Linked DNA regions of Acanthopagrus latus: region 1 is linked to region 2. Evidence: chromatin contacts called from public Hi-C data. All regions are on one chromosome and are shown on one strand. Each heading gives the region's core, a stretch centred on a gene start, on an enhancer-like site or on the middle of the called end of the contact. The rest is flanking DNA. Distances are from core to core; before and after follow the strand shown.

Region 1 (6,331 bases), core at 2,016-4,515, 460 kb before region 2:
TGTTCTTATTCTTATTTATACATTATATGATTCTAATACTGTTTATATACATATTTAAAAAGGATACATTTAATTATAAAACGGAACTCTTTTGTTTTGTGTGTACGTTTGATAATTAATTTCAACATGTGTGTTAGTCATTCTATTTTTGACACACTCCCTAAAACTGGTTAAGTGCCCTTAAGCAAAGCATCCCCGTCTCCCATTCCCATCAGCAGAAAAAAAGAAAGTCATTTGCTTCTCATCTATGACAGCTTCTGTCGCTTGGAGATGAACGACCAGTGGTGACAATGAACCCTGTTAAGCAAAAAGTCATCATCAGCGCCCACCTGCAAACTCCAGAGCCACGACATGGCTCTGAGATTCAGTCTCAATTTACTGATCGGCCTTTAAACACATCCGGGACCAGACGCCAGAGTGGGCACTGGATTTATTTTATACGACCACAAGATGGCACCACAGGATCAGATTAAGCTGTTTTAAGACGCGCTGACGGTTCTTAAAACTTTAACTTGGCTTTATTTCATTTCATTATTTTGTTGTTGTTGTTGTTGTTTTGCTTCACGAACAGAAACAGTCTGCACAGAAGCAGGAGGAGGATACACAGAGGCTCACCTCTCGCTGCATCCGAATAAGTGATCTCAGCTTTCAGACGTTATTTCATTACCGTGAAAATGATCGGGTTTAGTTTTCCAAAGTGTGATTAAAGTTTATGGGAAAGTAAAGAGGGGTAAAAGTCAAAAAGCGAGGCTGAAATGAGACGTCTAATTGTGTAATGGTCAAATGATAAACAAACCTGACACTCTCCTCGATTTCGACCCGAGGGCCAGATATTTTTATTTGCCAGATTTCCACATGGCACCTCTGAACACCTGCTTTGTCGACCGGAGTCGGTTTGGCCGTTTCACTTTGAGGAATTCTCGCAGCTCACACGCTCTCATTTGGTTTTAATTACCTGCAATATTGTCTCAAACCCACCGGCGGCGCGTCCTGACGCTCATCCTGAAGGAAGGTGGCGCTAGAACACAAGTTATCACTCTTTGCAGCGCCGCGTTTTCATATGGGCCTGAAACCCCTCTGCTCGCTCAACAGACACCACTGTCATGAATATCACGCAGCCACACGGGGCTTCTGCTCCCTCGGCGGTGACGGGATGGTCACTGTCCTCAGCGGTCAGACGCGTCCAGCTGGTGCGAGTCTGCAGACAGGAATCAAAAAACAAAAAAAAGGAGGCCTCTCTTCAATGATGATTGTCCAACTTCTCCGTAAGTTGTGGGCCGAGGAATAACCCCCTCCCCTCACCGATCAATATTAGAAAAAACAACAAGGAAAAGCTTCCTTGAATGTTTCACAGCATTTTTGGCAAAGACAGCCTCCGTGCGTAAATTACGCACCGAGGTGTTTGTGTCTCAGCAAATTCACTTTTCGACCAGTGCCACACACAACACTCCCACCAAATTAATAATAATAATAATAATAATAATAATAATAATAATAATAATAATAATAATAATAATAATAATAATGTATTTTCTCCACACTGAGCGGCTGCATAAATGGCCTGAGGTGCAGCCGTTGCCGACGCCTATTAAAGAGAGCTCGCAGTTTTAGGGAGCTGAACGCTGCCCGGAGGCCCGGTGCTCTGGTGGAAGTGGTTGAAACCAAGCCCTAGACAAACAGGCTGGATATTCAAAAGGGACCCCGCTCTTGTCTGAGAGAAACCCACTCTCAGACAGCTCTGCTTTAAAAACTTACTCCTCCCTTAGTGCGCAGAGCCCCAAACAATATTTCTGATCCCCCATCACCATCCACCACCTCCCTCTCCTTTGTCCAGTCCTGGTGAGGTCTGTATAGCTGCAGGTATTGTGTGTGCAGTTAAAACGCGTCCGCCTTTGAAGTCAAAAAACATGAAGGCTTGTTTTAAATATTAACAGCGGGAAGAAAATCTATAGATTCAGTGTGGAATTATGCAAAACAAACAAATAATAATAAAAAAAGAGAAACAGAAGTAGGGGAGGATTTATTGGAGGAAATGCAAAACGGAGAGTCGAAAGTTTGCCCAGTATTCTGAGTGCATTAAAGCGCACATGTATATTAAGTGTATGATATAATATTAAGTGTGTGGTGCAGTGACGGAACCACGCAGCGCAGCTGTGTGTGCCGCGTCAGGAACTTAGAAGAGGAGAAACGAGGGTTCAAACTAGAGATTTGACCATTATCACCTCTTTGAGCGCACGTGTTGCTCTCTCTCTCTCTCTCTCTCTCTCTCTCTCTCTCTCTCTCTCTCTCTCTCTCTCTCTCTCTGTGTGTGTGTGTGTGTGTGTGTGTGTGTGTGTGTGTGTGTGAGAGGGAGAGCTCATTCGCTCCTGGCCGGAGGGGTCTACATAAGTATGTATTAGAAATAAACAGTGGATAAATAAATAATGAGCCTCACAATAGTGGGGTAGCTCTCTGAGTAGAAGTAATGATGTTGGCAGTTAACCTTCAAGTTTTTTCTTTCTTCCTTTCTCTCTCTCTCTTTTTTTTTTTAACTTGACACACTTTCACTGGAGAATTCGTGTTGTGGTTTTTGTTGTGTTTCGTAAAAGGCAAAAAAGTGAAGAAGAAAAAACAAAAACAAAGAATATATGGAAAGGTTCACTGGCCCACAGGAGGAGCAGATATTTGTTGAAGACGAACAGATTATTAAACAATTTAGGTTTTGCTCCTTCATTTTAAAGAAGGGATATTATCTTGTTGTAATAATGACATGTTGGCCAGAACTGTGGCATGACAGCTCACCTGTCTGCTGGTGTGCACAGTAACACTTCTCTCACTTGTTATACACAGCTAATTATTTTTGATGTTAATTCATCTGATGCACATAATTCGCCACTCTATTATATATGTTTTATATATGTTATACGATTATAAATACAATTACCTGCAAATATAATTACTGTTGGATAGTCTTTATTTATATCAATGGCTGTGGTGAGTGCTGGATGCTTTATCTTCTTCAAATAAGCGAGAAAAATAAAATGTTTTTTTTTCTTCTGTTTGTTCATTCTCATCATCTTTCTTGGATTAAAATCTCATCTCACTGACATTATAGACCAAACTGTGGCATCTCAGGCCTCTATTTCGCTTCTTTATTTTATTTTTTCCCCTCCCAGGTAGTCTCTGCCGTTTTCTCGTCCACGCCCGGAGCAGTGCGCATGCGTCACCAGGTGGCCCCACACCGTTTTTATGGCCAGGTGAGGCGATCCGGTCCAGGTAAAGAGTAAAAGGTTTTACTCTGGGACCGAAGGCTCGATGAGATAGGACACGGCATCGGGATCGACCACGAAGAAGAAAACCTACCCCCCCCCACTCCCCACGGCAAAAAAAAAGGCAGCAGAAGACAAAGAATGTCAATTATGGGCAAAATGGGGGAATGGCAGGTACGTGCTGCTTACTTTAAGACAAAGAGACGGCTGTGGAGAAAGAAAGAACAAAACATAATCCTTGAAAAACTGTCAAAGTGTCGACTTGTTGTGGGGATGAGGCTGCACAGGCGCCGTGCAGATCTTTGGTTGAGGGGAGCTTGTGGAGGGACTCCTGCGTTAAAGCGTGTGGATTTTTACGCGTCAGGAGATCACACGGGAGAAGTTGAGGATATTTTATTTGGGGGGGGGGGGGGAGTCTGCGGTGATGCGAGCTTACATGTCAGATCGTGCACCTCGGTGTTTTGAAACGAGGAGGTTGTTGTAATCACGGGCAGTCCGGATCCATACAGATGTGTCTGATCATAGACGTGAAGTGATGTGGCGTTAAAAAAAAACCACAACAGAAAACGCAGCTTTTGTTGCGCCTTTAAAGTAAGAAAAAAAAAAAAAACCTTCTACATGTAATTCGCGGTGACTGTATTTATATTTGCTCCTTTTTAAACTCATGAGCATCCCAGCCTGACTTTCTCCACAGTCTCACTGCATGGGATGGTCTGCGCTCCTCTGACAAACTGGCCTTGTTTTGTGAGCAGTGGGTGATTTAAGAGACGATCTTTGCAGAAACTAACACTTTTAGTTTCAGCCGTCAGTCACACATAACCCCCAGAAAACACACACACACACACACACACACACACACACACACACGCACACACACGCCGCATGCATACATGCAGCTGTCATTGTCAGCCAGTATCATCGCTCCATTCTCATTAATAACAACCGCTCTAGAAAAAAAAACAAAACAAAACAGGGCACTCCACCAAAAATGGTAATCCAGGAAAAAAAAAAATGTGAAGGGGGGGGCGAGAGGGGCCAACGCCTTAAAGAGCTGGCGACCTGTCTGCTGACCCACGACCTGCTGAGGTGAAGGCTCGGCCGGCGTCAGGGCAGAGCCGGGCCCTCACCGCCGCTCATTCAGATGAAACAAGGCCATGTTGTTGTGTTAATTATTTACATTCCGCCCCCCCCCACTACACCCACCCACCTCCAAAAGCCCCCTACGCCCTCACAGGTAGCCGGTGGACCTGTAGAGCCGCTTCCAATGGCTCACCTTTTTACCATAACACTGAGAGAATAGCCTCTCAAGGTCCCCACTCTCAATGGGATTAAAATAACAGTTTGGGAGTTTAAAAAAGAAGAAAAAAGAAAAAAATCAAGGGTGGTGGGTGAAAAGAAGAAGAAATAGTGTGTGACAGGGTCGTATTTACATAGGCATGCTGGTTTCGCGCACGATTCAATACAAACAGTTTAAAAAAAAAAAAGTTATTTCCGAGCTATTTTGTATTTCTTTTGGTAAGAATTAAAATCGCAGTCGTTCGTTATAAAGGTGCTGTGTATTCCTGTAGCAATTCGCCCCAAAAAAGAGAGAGCGTCCCAGGTGCACGGTGGAGGAAAAAAAAAAAAAAGTCCCCACGCTTGACTCTGTAACCCTCCCGTCAACAAACACACCCGAGTGAACAGTAGAAATTATAAGCATGTGCAGCGTCTTGCTGCTTTAGTCTTTTTTACCTGTGCGCTGCTGTCCATTGGTGTTGTGCTTTTTTTTTTTTTTTTTTTGCATGTGTGCGTGTGTGTGTATGTGTGTGTGTGTGGAGCAGATGGGGGGAATCAAACGGCTGTTGATATGCTAATGAGGCCCTGTGCCAGTGTTATTACAGAGCTGCTCCAGCCCTTCACTTCCACCATTAGAGGGAGACCTCAGAGCGCAAGACAGACAGGCAGCCCACAGCTTCAATAAAAAGTAGTTTTTTTCTGAGCGGGGGAGCACAATTCAGTGAGTGAAAACAAGAAACTAAGGGCGATACCTACACTCAATATCCACCCCAGCAACCCATGAAAATGCTTTGGAAATTAACTGATAACATTAAATATGAAGATTGCGAGGTAAGGGGCTTCCTCTTTCTGATTTGTTCTAATTTTTGATTTCATTTTCTTGAAGGAAGAACAAAAAAGACAAAAAAAAAAATGAAAGTACTGCTCAGATAATTATTTTTTTTTTTAAGGGATGTGATGTATTGTCATTCTTCTGACAGCTGTTAGTGAACACGTGTGGCTCCACTGCAGGACGAGCGGGTCCAAGTCTTATTTTAAATGTCATCTCTGAGAGCTTCTTCTTCTTTGTTGGTGTATTTATTTTGTAGAGAGAAATTAGAGGATAATCATAATGCATTATTTTTTTTTAAAAAATGGCAACACTTCCAACATCAGTAATAATAATAATGATAATTATTAACATTATTACAGAGCACTCAGGTAACAACAGCTGTGTTTAATATTTATATATATTAGATACAAATGTGAATATAGTTGCATGAGTGAAATCACACCTGTGGTTTATTTATTTCTCTGTAAATTCACATTTAAAAAAAAAATTGCAGTCACATTTTAAATGACACGTGAAAATTTTTTTAAAAAGACGACGGTGCTCACTTACCACGCGTTTAATTAAAAATACATATTTGAACTGAATGGCAGACGCAAGCGCTCACACAGCCGCCTTCACTGGCGGCTTGGACATTTCATCCTTCAATTTTTAATATCTCTGCAATTTGAGCTCGTCAGATTGTGCCTGTGCGTGTGTGTGTGTGTGTGTGTGTGTGTGGACTGCATACACGCAGTGACTGTTGTTATGGACACAGGCAAAGTTTTGGCAGTAATATCAGGGACTTGTTTGAGAGTGGAGAAGCCAGTCGGACGTGTTTCTGTTCTTTTTTTTTTTTTTTTTCGTCCGAGTCCTGGGACGATAGGGACGGCCCGGGAACAGGAAAACAAAAAACAAACCAAACAAAAAAAAAAAAAAGCTGTCCACCTCCGTGTTGTAGTTGTGGTGCTTGTTTTAATTTACAAGGCTAATGCTCGGC
Region 2 (6,546 bases), core at 3,849-6,348:
GACAATCTGACTTTTCAGAAGCTATAATAATCAAGATCCTCCCACCGAGGTTGTTTGTCTGAGGGGGACACGGATGGCTACGGGTAAGGAGGAGGAAATTCAGAGCGGTAATTAATAGTCCTAAGTGACTGCTGCTGGATGGGAGGCAGGGACAGGGTTTGTTGTTACTGTGAGCTGGTACTGTGTCCCCCAGCGTGTCCCACAGCCTTGTGGGTTGGCATGTAAGCAGAGGAGGAGGAAATGGAGAAAGTGCCTTTATTACTTGTTCGTTTGTCTGCAGGGCCTCTCCTGATCAGTCAGACTCTCCTTCCTTTCCGCACACACACACACACACACACACACACATGAACATGCCTTCCAATGCTAATCTCATGTCACAAATGTTAAGGGAAAGACACGAAATGCCACAAAAATGTCATCACTCCACTCCTGTCACTGGGCTCATCCAACCCCTCAACCCCCCTCTCCCTTGTAAACATATTCGAACATACACTCATTTGCATGTGTGTGTGTTTGTGTGTGATGGAGTGGGGGGGGGAGCAGGGGACCAGCTTGTTGTTTTTAGCCTTTGGGTGCCTGTTCCTGCATGGAGCAGCAGGGTGGTTCCTATAATCCCATCACTGTTGTCGTCATGAAGGCCCAAAGGTCCCGCCTGGAGGTGCGACATTTCTGGCATCCTCTGACTCTCCCTCCACTACAAGAGCCAGCAGCTCCGGAGCCAAAAAGACACACTGCGCGGACTAGTTGTGCACTACACTGGCTGAAAGTGACTTACTGTATAGTGGGGGTCTTGCCTTGAAATGAGTTGAGCGAGATTTAGATACATTAAGGAACAGCAAAACAAGCGCAGGAACAGTTTATGGATCAGTTGATGGGAAGAGGGATATTTTTGGAAACTATCATAATTTCCTTCGGTGAAAATGTCAAATGATGTTCTAGTGCTGCCTCCTCTACTTTGAGCAAATGCTACTTTTTTTGTGTCATGTGAGAGTGGAATAATGTCTTTGACTTTTGGACTTCTATTCGTGGGGTAAAAAACAAGACGATTAAAGATGTCACCCAGGGGTTTTTTGGGAAGACACTCAACAGGCCAATGAATTCATTGATTCTGAAAAGAAATGTTGAGAAATACTTGCGATGTGATGATAATGTGGTTAAGACAAGCGGTCTGTGGCAGTTTTCCCATCAAGGAGAACATCATATGGTGAAAACAGACCTCTTTCAGAATTACTAGTTTTGGCAGCTATTACAAAAAGCGACCCAACCAAAAAATGGCAATTAAAGAGGCGCTATGCAGTTTTGAAGAGGAGATCCAAACCCAGTCAATGAGGTAATAATATTACAAACTCAGGAATGTTTTATATACATTTCTTGAATTATCTTTTCCATAACGGAATGAACCAAGCTGTTCTCAGAGGAAAATGAAAATGAACCAAGATCTTTGTCTTCTACGTACGGCACCTTTAAACTCTTCCACTCAGACAAATCTATTTTCGTGTTAGTTTCTTCAAAAACACCCTCCGCCCCCCACCCCGTCTCTTCAGACAAGATAAAATCAAAAAACAAAACCTGACAGGAGCGGAAGGTACAGGCAGCTCTCTGACCCCCATACATCTGTCTGTCTTCATCTCACAACTCGCAGCCTTCTCCCAGACTGTCACCCAGCCGCCTGGCGCCCGTCCCCCGTGTTCACTCCGCGCTAGCACCGATACGCAATTTCACCGATCCGTGCTGACAGCGTTCATGTCGACTACTCAAAACCGATCCCTCCCCTCTCCTTTTTTGCGAGCATCTGTGCGGTTAAAATACAGTATTCAGTCAGGGAGCTTTCACAGGTCATGAAAGGTAACAGAGGAGACAGGCGGGGCTGTGGCCCTGCATCCCCAGCCAGACAAATCAGTGTAACAGCATATTGTAAGCTACAGACTAAGCAGAGGGGGGATATATCTACCAGGACTGAGGCTGTGTTTATGGCTATGCCTGCCTTGGGAAGCCCCACGGCACTATCGGTGACCCCCACTGTAGATTTCCTTCCTAATGTGACCCCAGATTATGTATCACAATCTCCCACAGGCTACAGTTAGTCCTGGGCACTGAGGATCGGTGTCCTCAGCCCGCCTGAGTACAGACAGGATGTGGCAGCTTGGAGGCATTTAGTTAAAGGAGACGCATTTTAACGCTGCAGGCATGCATTTATGGGAGCCCTACTAGGGTAGAAGTGTATGACGTGCTGGATCCTATAAACAAACAGCAAAAAAAAATGGGAGGTTGGATGGGAAAAAAAAAAAAAAGGAAGAATTAGCCTTACCTTGCTCCATGGCCTCTAATCATTTGTGATAGTCTGCGTACTCATTCTTATAATTAATTTGCTTTCTCGGACAGCTTTTTCTCAACAAATTGGGTTTAAAAATATCATCTGTTCTCTCACATTAAGCACACGGTGACAGGGAAAGATGCGGATATGTGGGTATGTGCAAGGCAATGAACATCAGCGAAAGCAGATCAGATCTTGAAGCACAACTGCTGCCTGTATGACATCAAACTCCTCATAGTTATCTTGTTATGTTGACAAACATACAGAGTTAGCATATCACCGGATTAACCACTACCTGCTGCTGACTGTATTATTTTTATACATCCATGACTGTAGCCACTGTTAGCTTGTTTGCTCAGTTAGCCGGACAGCTAACCCAGACTACCAGAGTGTGTTTGGAGGGGCTTGCTTTGGGAGAAGGAGGTTTTCATCTGTACGTATCTCTTTATCATAAAACACTGACGCCTTTGAGTCAAATGTGTCAACATTTATTTAGTTATTACTTCACATTCTGTTGATAATTTTAGCTGAGCTCAGTTCCTACATATTGCACCTTTTACTCAGCAAGAAGAATTACTCTCTTTGGAGAGTCAGGAGAAAGATATTGTGTATCTGTAGTGTATTTGTATTTTCTGCTACCTGCTTGCTCAGCTGATGTGAAAAAAGAACATTGCATTTGCCATGTCCTCGTCATAGGGAAAAACATAACTCACAAAAGTGTGGATAAAAAGGGGCAAATATGGACATATGGAAAAACATCATGAATAAATTGATCTTGCCATTGTCCCTCAAAGGCCTTTTTTTTAAATGGAGGACACTTTGACCTGTCACAGTGGAGGAAAACCCCAGGTGTAAATAACAAAATGAAATGACTCTCTGTCTCACATAAAACAGAACCCTTGATGATGAAATTATTATTTCTTGTGCTTTTCCCACTGTGGCAAATCAGATGGTCTGATATGGGAGGAGAGGCCTTTTGTGTTGTGCGGGATTGAAAATGATTTCCTCCAATTAAGCGGCTGGTTGACGACTCCCTGAAGCAGATTTCCAGTTTGTTTTCACTCACATTTGGTCACATGTGCCGAGGGGTTCCCCTGTGAACAGTGTGTTCCCATGCACTAATCCAGTGGTGGAAAGTAACTTTTAGAAATGGATTCAGAACTCAGCTGATGTACTTGAAATTAGTATTTGTACTTTAAATGACTATATACTGTACTTTTACAAGCATAACCTGTAATAATCTAATATAGCAGCGACAATTATCCCTGCCTAATGAGTACTTTTACCATACCATACCATAAGTATGTATACTCAATACTACTTGAGCAAAATTGGACTCTCAGTTGTAAAGCAGTGTTTTTAAATCGTGGTCTACCTAAATGTATTTACAGATCTGAACTCTAGCATGTCATGAATCTGCCCAGTCACTGAAAGTAAATGTAGCCCTCATACAGGCTGCAGTACAAGTAGTCACAGTGGGCTCCAGTTTGGACTCCCCAGCCTCTGTCTCCCTTACCCTCCCATCCCTTGCACATTTTATTGCAGTCTGAAAAAGGTCAATAAAAATCCAAAATATGATTTTGATTTGTATTTCTGCAGACATCACCTCGAGCCTTGTCATCCAGGTGAAACTGTTACGAAGCGGGACCGCTGCCGACGGAGAGAAAGCTTGTAGTGCGACACCTCAGCCCGACTGTCACTCTCTGTGGTGTCACAAATACGCACACACTTGGACAGTATGGAGTTAATAAGCCCACATTTGACTGACAGGTGACATTTCATTATGGAGGAATCGCAGAGGCACAGTCCAAATCTAAACAGACACGACACACACAATGTCACAGCCAGGACACACCACGGAGACAGACAGACAGACAGACAGACAGGACAGGGAAAATTTGCTTCAGGACTTCAGACTGAAACTCCAGACTTTCCACTGTCATTTTGATTCCATTTAAGCACAAATCCTCATGGGGAGGTTCTGAGAAAACAGACATGTTACTAGGAACTGGCAGGAATTGCATAACGTTGGGTTTTGATCAGTTCATCCCATGCTGCTGGGGGGTTGGATTACAGAGTTGAGCCCACCTAAGCAATGCTGGGAGATGCTCATATTCAATAACAGCACACTGTTCTGATAGAGTGCAGAGTGTGTTTGTGTGTGCGTTTGGTGAAGTCAAATTAAATGAGTTTTATTTGTCTTGGGATGTGGTCAAACATACTCCCAAAGCACAGTCTAGCCGATCCAACCACTACAGCTTTGTGTTGTTTGTTTTTACACTCATATATATCACTCATCATTTATCTCCCATCCATTACAGCCTTTTTCTATTATTTTAGCCAACATGAGTGAGCATGATTGCCAGAGTGGCTATAGGGTAGATGTGTTATTTGTTTGCAGTTTATTGTAGTTTTGCTGTAGATTTAATGAAAAGCCAACATTTTTAATTCCTGCTTTTTTCTGTATACAAAATGTGCACTAACACAAACACCCTGGCCCCCATTATTAGCAACTAATCAATCAATCAAAACATTTGTTAAATAAATAATTTATGGTATAATTATTATTGATTTTTTTTAAGTCTGTTTCATTTATTATAAGTTTTCCCTTATGTGTTACCCACTTTTAATTTTTTTAAATATAATGTTTCATTTTATTTCATTTTATTTTATTCTATTTTATTTTATTTTATTTTATTTAACATCTCATTCACTGATGCAATGTGATGAAAGACTCGCTTGCTGTGCTTTTATTGGTTAAATCCACCGTCAGTCAAAACGTATTGGGCGGGAGTTGACACTTTCAGCCAATCGGGTCACACGCACGCTGCACTTCTCCTCCGACGGTCGGAAACATGGCGCTCCGGGAGCTATCATCGCTGGAGAAATTTTTAGGATTGAAAAAGCCGAACAAGTACAGCACACAGGGGGATAAAAAGGTGACATGGCCGGACGTGTTAGTGGCATCCACTCTTGACTTTAAACCGCTGTTTTTAATGATATACGAAGGCTGTAAGCTATTGTAATTAGCACACAGTGGCTAGCTAGATGATGCTACCACGCTGGTTGTGCGTGTTGATAATGTAACGTTTGGCTCTGCGCCATATCTAGCTTGTGTTGTCATTTGGTTGTCACGGATATTTTACATCAGGTAGGCTGATACTTCACAAGCATTCAGGCAGGCACATTTGGGGCCAGCTGTCTGATATCCACAGCTCAGCACAATGGAAATAGCTCCTTGCTTTGCGCATGCCCACATATGTAAAGTGAGAGGAGGGGTGAGCTGTCACTGCTGCAGTTACTCTGTAGTACTGTGCTATTGTGACATGACTGACACCTGAAGTATTGACGAGAGAAAATGGCTCAGTCTTTAAGGGAAAGGTTGATGTTAACCCACACATTCAGCCTCATTTAATTAATCTGCCTTATCAAGTGGAATGTTGATATCACTGTGCGTATAAGACACTCCTTCAGAGCCAAAAACATTTATCACAAATGTGTTCAAGTCAGTCTTTAAGAAGGTGAAAAGCATGCCTGAAATGAAATTCACATTTTCTTTACTTCTTTTTCTCCCTCTCTGTCTCACTGTGCTCTCCCTGCCCCACCTCTGCATGCAGGTACCTGTGCTACAGAGTAATAATGGCGCTCCACTGGTGGGGCTGGTGACCATCGCCTGTCACCTGGTCAAAGAGGCCAAGCGCCCGGAGCTGCTGGGTGACTCTGCAGAGAGCAGGGCTGTGGTGCAGCAGTGGCTGGAGCACAGAGTCACTAAGCTGGACGGCTGCACAAAGGAGGACATGAAGACCATCCTCAAGGTAAAGATGCTGATATTCAAGAGAACTCTTGAAGTCTTTGATGTCTTGTTCTTCCAAATTGCTGTTGTGTTGTGTCTGTAGACTGTAAATGTGTTTGTATCCATGTTTGCCCCAGATTTGAACGCAGTTGATTCAGTTAATTCAGTTTACTTTTTGCAGGTTTTTTTTTTTGTTTTTAATCTCTACCTTTGAGAGGCGCCACAGCATCTCACTTTTTCTCACATTCCCCATCTCTGCACACCAGCTAGGCCACTGTGCGTGTGTTTGTCTTGTTAAGGCACAAGCGACAGGAATACAGACTGATGTATGGCCCTTCAGTGACATGGCCCCACATGACAGAGAAAAATGCTTTAATGTGCCTGACGCCAGTCAGCGTGAAATGGATCACCAGCCACTGGTCTTCTGGACGCTGGGCGC

What was found. A called contact is a pair of places that touch in the nucleus more often than the background predicts.
Region 1: a Hi-C map of muscle shows a contact between it and region 2, with 6 times the contacts expected there. The contact joins the promoter of tfap2a here to the promoter of eef1e1 in region 2. A contact is called at or near these places in 2 of 4 Hi-C or Micro-C datasets (liver and muscle).

The regions. Positions count from the first base shown.
Region 1 is chr19:10,163,475-10,169,805 of fAcaLat1.1, reverse strand. tfap2a (transcription factor AP-2-alpha) reads left to right here and starts at 3,265. Exons shown (of 7, transcript XM_037079266.1): 1 at 3,265-3,422. The coding sequence starts at 3,390. It overlaps mak (serine/threonine-protein kinase MAK), which reads left to right. Exons shown (of 17, transcript XM_037079249.1): 17 at 3,156-3,172.
Region 2 is chr19:9,709,343-9,715,888 of fAcaLat1.1, reverse strand. eef1e1 (eukaryotic translation elongation factor 1 epsilon-1) reads left to right here and starts at 5,098. Exons shown (of 4, transcript XM_037079576.1): 1 at 5,098-5,253; 2 at 5,932-6,129. The coding sequence starts at 5,170.